Regions from separate parts of the Mus musculus genome. Here region 2 is linked to region 1. The links are chromatin contacts, called in public HiChIP or PLAC-seq maps. All regions are on one chromosome and are shown on one strand. The core of a region is the stretch at or near the end of the contact, and the rest is flanking DNA. Distances in the headings are between cores, read along the strand shown. Region 1 overlaps BC049352 (cDNA sequence BC049352). Region 2 overlaps Sidt2 (SID1 transmembrane family, member 2).

Evidence for each region. HiChIP or PLAC-seq counts read pairs in DNA pulled down with a chosen protein or histone mark.
Region 2: an H3K27ac HiChIP or PLAC-seq map of large pre-B cells shows a contact between it and region 1, with 2.6 times the contacts expected there. The contact joins two enhancer-like sites. A contact is called at or near these places in 1 of 15 datasets of contacts at CTCF or cohesin (embryonic stem cells), 1 of 115 datasets of contacts at active chromatin or transcription factors (large pre-B cells) and 1 of 9 other capture datasets (embryonic stem cells).

What each region holds. Positions count from the first base shown.
Region 1 is chr9:45,219,126-45,222,988 of GRCm38.p6, forward strand. All of the region lies in intron 1 of BC049352 (cDNA sequence BC049352), which reads left to right. Among named protein-coding and RNA genes, the nearest start is that of Tmprss4, 17 kb to the left of the region's middle. Within about 2 kb of position 2,601, at least 35 of the 459 cell types and tissues checked have an H3K27ac peak or open chromatin away from gene starts, as enhancers often do.
Region 2 is chr9:45,942,918-45,946,589 of GRCm38.p6, forward strand. It overlaps Sidt2 (SID1 transmembrane family, member 2), which reads right to left. Exons shown (of 26, transcript NM_172257.4): 13 at 2,749-2,867; 14 at 2,369-2,442; 15 at 2,227-2,293; 16 at 1,699-1,772; 17 at 1,446-1,569; 18 at 661-778; 19 at 134-270. Among named protein-coding and RNA genes, the nearest start is that of Mir7087, 5.2 kb to the left of the region's middle. Within about 2 kb of position 2,269, at least 119 of the 459 cell types and tissues checked have an H3K27ac peak or open chromatin away from gene starts, as enhancers often do.

The DNA.
Region 1 (3,863 bases), core at 1,351-3,850:
CATCCCACCTACACCTGGAGTGAGGCAGGACTCAGGGAATCTACTCTGCTTTTCTAGGTGAGGTAGCAAAGGAGTAGAGATGGACCCACACTGGGAATCATACTAAGAAGGGTCCCAGAGGCCCACTGCATCTGGTGCCTGTATTCTGTAGGTCTTTAAAGATGGTGGCCCATTAGTTGTGTAGTGTGTTGCTATGGAGACATCCTTTCATGCAATTTCTTACCGAACCCTTTAGACATTCTGAGCTGAGTTTGAAAGTCTGTCACAGTCCCAGAACAGAGAAATTATCTCTCAGCAAGCAGCAGGGATGGAGTCACCTACTGTGTGCTATTCCCCTTCCTGTCAGCACAGTCAGACATCATTACACCCTCCCCAGGTGACACCCACTTTACAAGCATCAGGTCACACAGGATAGCATTCTTTCCAAATGTGACCCTCTCACCTTACTTCACATTGGCCTGGTGCAGGAGAATTGTATTTATTGGGCATAAGAAGTCCCACACCTGTCTTGGGCTAGGCAGTCTTTGTAGGATGGTAGGATTTTGAAAGTCATTTTAGTTACCCATGCTGGCTTTTACAGATCCTCACACTGGACCAAAGAAGAGTTTACTAGTGCCGGTTGATTCAGTGAGACTGCATGACATACATCAGCCCTGGGCAAACCCAGATAATACTTGGCCTGGGGTGGGTCTCATCCTGCTCTGTCCCGGACCTGCTATCTTTCCCAGCCTGACTGTAACTTGCCTTTCTTGCCCCTTTGTGGCTCACTCTGGCTTCCCTCTTAAGCAGTGGGCTCTAACTGAGGGCCAAGAAAGCAAAGGGGTTCAGAGAGTGCTGGTTTCCATTTGGCAAGGAGACGGCACCAACCATTTTCTGAAGTGTGTGTGTGTGTGTGTGTGTGTGTGTGTGTGTGTGTGTGTGTGTGTGTTTATGTGTAGGTCAGAAGACAACTTGTAGAAGTTGGTTTTCTCCTTCTGCCATGTTGGTTCTGGGGATCAAACTCAGGTCTTTGGGCTTGGTTGCAAGCACACTCACCTGCTGAACCTTCCCCTCATTTCTTCCTGGTCCCTACAGGCTACCCTAACAGGAGGACATATTTAGTGTCTATCCCTGGAGTTCCAGGTGGGCCCATGTACTCTGCCATGCATGCATACCCTTTATTTGCTCTGCCCTTACTCCAGGAGAGAGGCACTCACCCCATGTTTCCTCACACTCTGAGTGAACAAATGTTCATAAAGTGTGTTTCTGACTAGGTGTGCCAAGTCCAGCCCCTGGCACAGTCCTCTTCCCTCGCTGGGCCCCTCCTATCCAGAACTCCAGAATTTCTTGTGTATCTATGCTTTGGCCACCTGACTATCCAGATCTGCCTACGCCCACTCCACCCAGGACCCATCCCAACCCAGGACTCTCCCATACACCTGGCCCTGGGGTGAATACCAGAGTTGATATTGCTTTAGAGGAGAAACCTCAATACAAGGTGGGGCAGAACTGGCACAAGGGGTATGGGATCACCTTGGGGCTACAGGAAGTCTCCAGGGCTGAGTAGGAGCCAAAAATGTGCTATGGACAGTAACTTCCTGCTTCAACAGAATAGTCCCACAACAGAGTAGCTGCCCCACATACTTGAGAGGCCTCTCAAGACAAACTCCCTACCACTGAGCTACAGTCTTTTGTTTGTCTGTTTGTTTTTGTTTGTTGTTGTTTTGTTTTCTATTTCTCGACAGGGTCTTATTGAGATACCCAAGGCAGATCCTTCACTTGTAATTCTCCTGCCTCAGCCCCCCAAGCCTGGAAATTCTTTTAAATGACTGTAGGACACGTTCTACTTATGTAGAACAGTTAGCTGCCCTACTTCCTTGGCGCCAACAGAGTTTACTCTCATGCCTGTGGTTAGCCTGATTCTGGAGCCAGTTATCAAATTATGAATGTAGGTGAATTGATGCTGAGTATAGCTATTGATTTTTTTAAAAATTTGCATTTAATTTCACAAAATGGCCTCATGGCTTCGCAAAACTCAATGCTCAGTGGTCTGTCGTCCATTTCTTCTCCTTTCTGGTCTCGTCGTTTGTTACAACTATATTTTCTCCTCTGAAGGAACTGGGTCTCCTGACTCCTCTGGTCTCTTAACTTCAGCCCCTTCCTGGTTTGGTTTCTAGGCCCCTGGAGAAACTCCACCATTTTCTTGCAAAGTGTCTTATCACAGTTGAACCACAACACTCTGACTCTGGAACAATTACCTCCCACCACAGCGGGCCCCGCGTGTGGAAGCTGAACTGTTACCCAGTTACATGGATGTGAGCATAGCAATAGTGTCATGTGATCCCAGGGAGTCCTCTCAGTGGTACCCCCAAATCAGGGTTCTTGCAGCGTTCTCAGACTCCCTTTAACTTAAGTGGTGTGTCACACTTCTCTGGAAGAGACTCTCCCTTTGTTTGTCTTCTCTACCAGAGATCTGTAGTGACTCTTGGGCCTCCTTTTCTTGTCTGTCTGGCAAAACAACAGTGTATGACAATTGAATAAACACACAACAAGCTAGGACTGGCCTGAAGAGGCAATTACATAAGCGGTTCTACCATTTAGCCTTCCAAGAGCCCTTCCCTTGTTGGAAAAGGAACCATTTCTGCCACTAGGGGGCGCACGGCTCACAGGAATGTGTTCTTCCGTGCTGTGGTGTGAAAGTTTGTAAGATTTTTACAGTGAGATATTTGCAGTGAGAACGTGGCTCATGTTCCTTCAAGAGCCAAGGGAGACAGAAGGAAATGGCTGTGTATATGTTATGGGGCAGAGGGCAACCATAGAAAGTAGAGAGAAAGCATTGCCTTCAAGAAGGAACGTGAATTGCCCAGATCAGGTCAAGCACAGTATCTTCTTCCAACCAGAGACAGTATGGCTACAGTATGACAGCCACTGTGATGTGATCTCAGGACTGCCCTCTGTACTTTTCAGTCACTGTCTCCAGAATTAGCCCTGCTTGGGCATTTACTGCATCCAAGAAACATTTGCCCTGAACCCGAGTGGGTTCTGCCTTGAGCTGGAGAGACAGGCTCTGGGCACACAGACATGGGTAAATCCATCTCCAGAGAAGGCAGGTGGGTCCCAAACCCGCAGTTCCAGGTACAGCATCTGTGTGTGACAGGGGGCTGCTGAATATGGCACTGTTGACTCTGGAACTTGAGTGATGGCTTCCTGCTGAATGCAGGATGTGCTGGGGGCCCTGAAAGGCCAGTGGGAAACTAGAGGGGAGGTTACAAGAGCACAGGTAGGACCATACCCTAGGCCATGGCCTTGAAGTAGGAGCCTAGTTGGCCCGTCCTCTTGGGTATGACAGGACAGTGCCAGGCAGTGTTTGTGGGATGAGGCTGCAGGGTAGAGGGTTATAGGGTGAGAGAGTATATTACCTTTCTAGTTGTGACAGCAGACACAGTTGAGGAAAGACCAAGGCCTTTCCTTTTAAGGAAGGAAACCTTTATTCTGGTTCATGGTTTGAGAAGCCATAGTTGGTGGAGGAGTCATGGTAGCGAGAACGGTGAGAAGCCTGGTCACATTACATCTGCAGTCAAGATCCACGGGGGGGAGATGTTGGTGTTTAGAGTGCGTGTGTGTGTGTGTGTGTGTGTATTTGTGTGTGTGTGTGTGTGTGTGTGCGCACGCGCGCGTGTGTGCTCGCATCTCCCTCTATTGCTTCTTCCTTATTTTCCCTGGATGCTGAGGATCTGAATTCATGTCCCCAAGTTTGCACAGGAAACATCTCTCCCACTGAGCCGTCTCCCAGCCCTCTTTTCTCTCTGTATTCAATCTAGGAACCCATCCCGTGGAATGCGTTGGCCACATTCAGGGTCTTCCTATAGCAATCAACCCGATGT
Region 2 (3,672 bases), core at 1,019-3,518, 720 kb after region 1:
TTAGGGAAGCAGTAGGATCTCTCCTGCAGTGGAAGCCCAGATGAATACACACTCACGGGGTGGGGGTGGGGTGGGTGTTAGGGGGAGGGACGTGCCCTTCCTACGGGGTGTACAGAGTAGACCAGGCCCTCACCACGCCCAGAACGGAGAAGAAGATGACGATGGCCAAGCAGGCATATGCACTGTAGGCACTGGCGTTGATATCTGGGTGCCGCTTCTGGTAGAGCTTCAGCATGCAGAGGCCAGCAATCATGTACATGAAGGAGGTATCTGGGGAGGAACAGGCTGTGAGCTGCAGATACCACAGGGACCCCACACACAACTCCCAGCCCAGACAATCAAGACCTCTGGAGTGCCATCAGCAAGCTGAAGGGTCACTGCTTCAGCTTTAGCCCCTTAGCTGCCCCTGAATCCTACCACTTGCTAGTCTGTTGTTCCCTCAAGTCAAGGACATCTTAGTTTGAGGGTCTCAGTATATGAATACGCAGAAGTTAGGGAGCACTTCCTGAGATTCTTAGAGTTTCTGTGGGATGACTGGGAAGAGGCAGCACAGGTAGCCATCTTCTAGAATGGAAGCTGCACTCAGAGGCCAGCCTCAGAGCCCCCTAGCAGCTGGTGACCTGGGACAGCAGATTCAGCCAGACAGGAGGCAGCACTCACCAAACTGGAAGTTGGTGTAGTTGGGGCAGACGTGGTAACAGGCACTAAGTAGCCCCTCCATCATCAGTGCTGTGCCCATGGCGTAAAACAGACCAAAGTGTTTGGGGATCCCACACTCCTGTGGGGAGAAAGAGAAGGAAGAGACGTGCAGGTGAGGTGGGAAGAGGAGACCCAAGGGGTGTGGAAGAGGACTGCGCTGTGTGGTGAGTGGGTAGCAGGGTAGGTTGTGCAGGGCTGGGCAGAGAGGGCAGGACAAGGTAAGACAGGATAAAACAGCTGAGCAGGGATAGGGCACACAGGGAAAAGCAAGAGTAGATGGGAGAGCAGAAGGCAGAGAGGGCAAGAGAGATGTGGGCAAGGCAGAGCCCATCAGGGCAGGGCAGGGCAGAGCAGAACCCATCAGGGCAGGGCAGGGTAGACCTGGACTAGGCTGGGTAGGGCAGAACCCATTAGGGCAGGGCAGGGCAGGGCAGGGCAGGGCAGGGCAGGGCAGGGCAGGGCAGGGCAGGACAGACCTGGGCTGGGCAGGGCAGGGCAGGGCAGATCTGGGCTGGGCTGGGCAGGGCAGACCCCCATCAGGGCAGGGCAGGGCAGACCTGGGCTGGGCAGGGCAGGGCAGGGCAGGGCAGATCTGGGCTGGGCAGGGCAGGGCAGAACCCATCAGGGCAGGGCTGGGCAGACCTAGGCAGGGCAGGGTAGTGTGGGGCTAGATGGAGCAGAGCTGGACTGGGGGAGGTCAGTCTGCCAGATGGAGGCCATGTCGCAGTGGGAGGTAGCTGGCTTACCAGAGCATAGAGGTCATTCCGCAGCAGGGCCCGGTTATGATTGATCTCTCGCTGCAGGATGATGAGCAGGAAGAGCAGCCCCAGCAGGATGTACCCCAAGTTGCTGAGGATGTTGTTGAAGGCGCTGGAAGGGACAGGACAGGCTTAGCTGAGACCAGGGCCCTCTTGCCTTTTCTGTCTTCTGCCCAGCAGGCTTCACAAAACCCCACCCTGCCTACTCTACCCATCCCTGGGCCTCCAGCACAATCCCCACCTGAGGTTGCCCAGCGGGTGGGCACAGAGGAAGTTGTAGTAGCAGATGTCCTGGTTCCCTGTGACATTCACCACCTGTGTGTGTATGGGGGAGGAGTGTAGCTATTAACATGCCTGACTCAGCAGGGAGCCCATGCCACACACCCTGGGTCCAACTGGCAAAACAAGAGCAGTACCAGCATGGCTGAAGTGTGTACACAGTACCCAGGCTGGTACTCCTTATACTGCTAAGGTGGCACGGGCGCCATCGTCCTCTTTATAGATACAGTGACTGAAAACTCCAGAAGTCCTTGCCTCACAGGAAGGGGAAGGAAGTCACACTTAAAAAGTCCTGTGACCTCTGTTTCATAGGTCCCACCCAGCTTCATGTTGCCCCCAAACTGCAGATGAAAAAAACTGGAGCTTAGAAGCCCAGAGACTCACAGCTAAAGCAGAATTGGGATTTGAAAACTGCTGCCACAACCTATAACCTATGCTCACTGCAGATAAGGCAGAGTTACAGACCAAGACCCACCCCTCGACCTCTCACCGTCTGGTAGGTGATCACCAGCTGCACCACAGGAAGTGCGTAGAAGACCGCAATGGTGGCTATGTTCCTGAGGGGGAAGGGCCAAGGTAAGGTTGGCAGGGCCTGAGGAGCTGCCCTACTCGCTAACAGGAGTGCCACTCACCAGAAGTAAATCTGGTACTTTTTCCGCAAAACACGTTTGTCCTTTCGTGCCAGATCAGCCACACAGAGGTATTGCTGAGGAGAAGCAGGAATGAGCCTCGCTGAACCCCTGATCCCCAGGTTAGGCAGACAAGCCAGAACTCAGTGGGCAGGGTTCTGAGACTCCACACTTCTGTGGTCAAGTATGCCAACAAGATCTGCTTAATTAGTCCCGATCTCCCCAGGCCGACTTCTCCTGGAGTCGGTCCTGCCTGTCCCAGCTCAGTTCTTTTCCCTCTGCCTTCCAAACACAGCACAGTGATTCGCCACGGGAGCTGCACACAGTCCCTTGCTCCAGATCCGTCTGGGCAGGGCAGGGCATGGCAGGGCTATATGTCTCACCTTGGTTCGAATGACGTTTTTGTCTGAGTCGATGTCAGTCAGTGTGTCGTAGTCATCCTCTTCCACGGAGCTCATGGAGTCCAGTCGAGGCCGAGGACCCACTGCGTCAAAGGAGCGGTCTAGGTGTGACAAAGGAAAGGGGCTTGGGCCAGCAGGACCGAACACTGGGTCTGCCCCCACCCATCAGAAGCAATGTCAAAATTATTCAACAATGGGGAAGAGGCAAACTGTGGGCCAGAGCTCAGAGCGGTAGGGCAGGTGGCCCAGGTGCTGGCAGGAAACGTACTCCTAGCTCAGCGGGAAGTGGTGGGGAGCTCTGCCGGACCCCGTGGAGCAGGAGTGACTCGAGCCCTGCTCCACTCCTGGCTCTGATCCAGGCCAAGACACTGAGTAAACCACACACACACTAACAGGATTGAACTTGGCCAATCATGCAGATTAGAGGTGCCCCGTCCTGTTGGGTTCTGAGAAGACATGCCACGGCCACCCCTGAGGTCCTAGTACATAGACAAGGGCTTGAGGAAAAAACACCTCTCTCCTACCTCCAGAAGCCTCCTCCTGTCACCCCACCTGGCCAAAGCCCCTAGGTGACACCCAGATCCAGGATCCCTTGGCCAGCACACCAGGGAGGGAGGATACTGACAAGAGGACACTGAGGTGGGACACTGATGGTGGCCAGTGGCTATCTTTCTCAGAAGACCACGGGCTGGCACAGATGGCACTTGCTAGGAAAGCCATGCACTAAGCATTTTTCTGGTCCCAGAGGCAGCCAGTTCCATGGACTGACCATCCTGGCAGGAATTGATTGGTAGGGCAGCCCTACCCCCTCCCCACATCTACCCATGGCAATGCACAGCTGCCGCATCTGGCCAGAGGGAAGGCGCCGCTTGAACTGGTCGTGCCCTTGAAAGGAAAGGGAAAGTT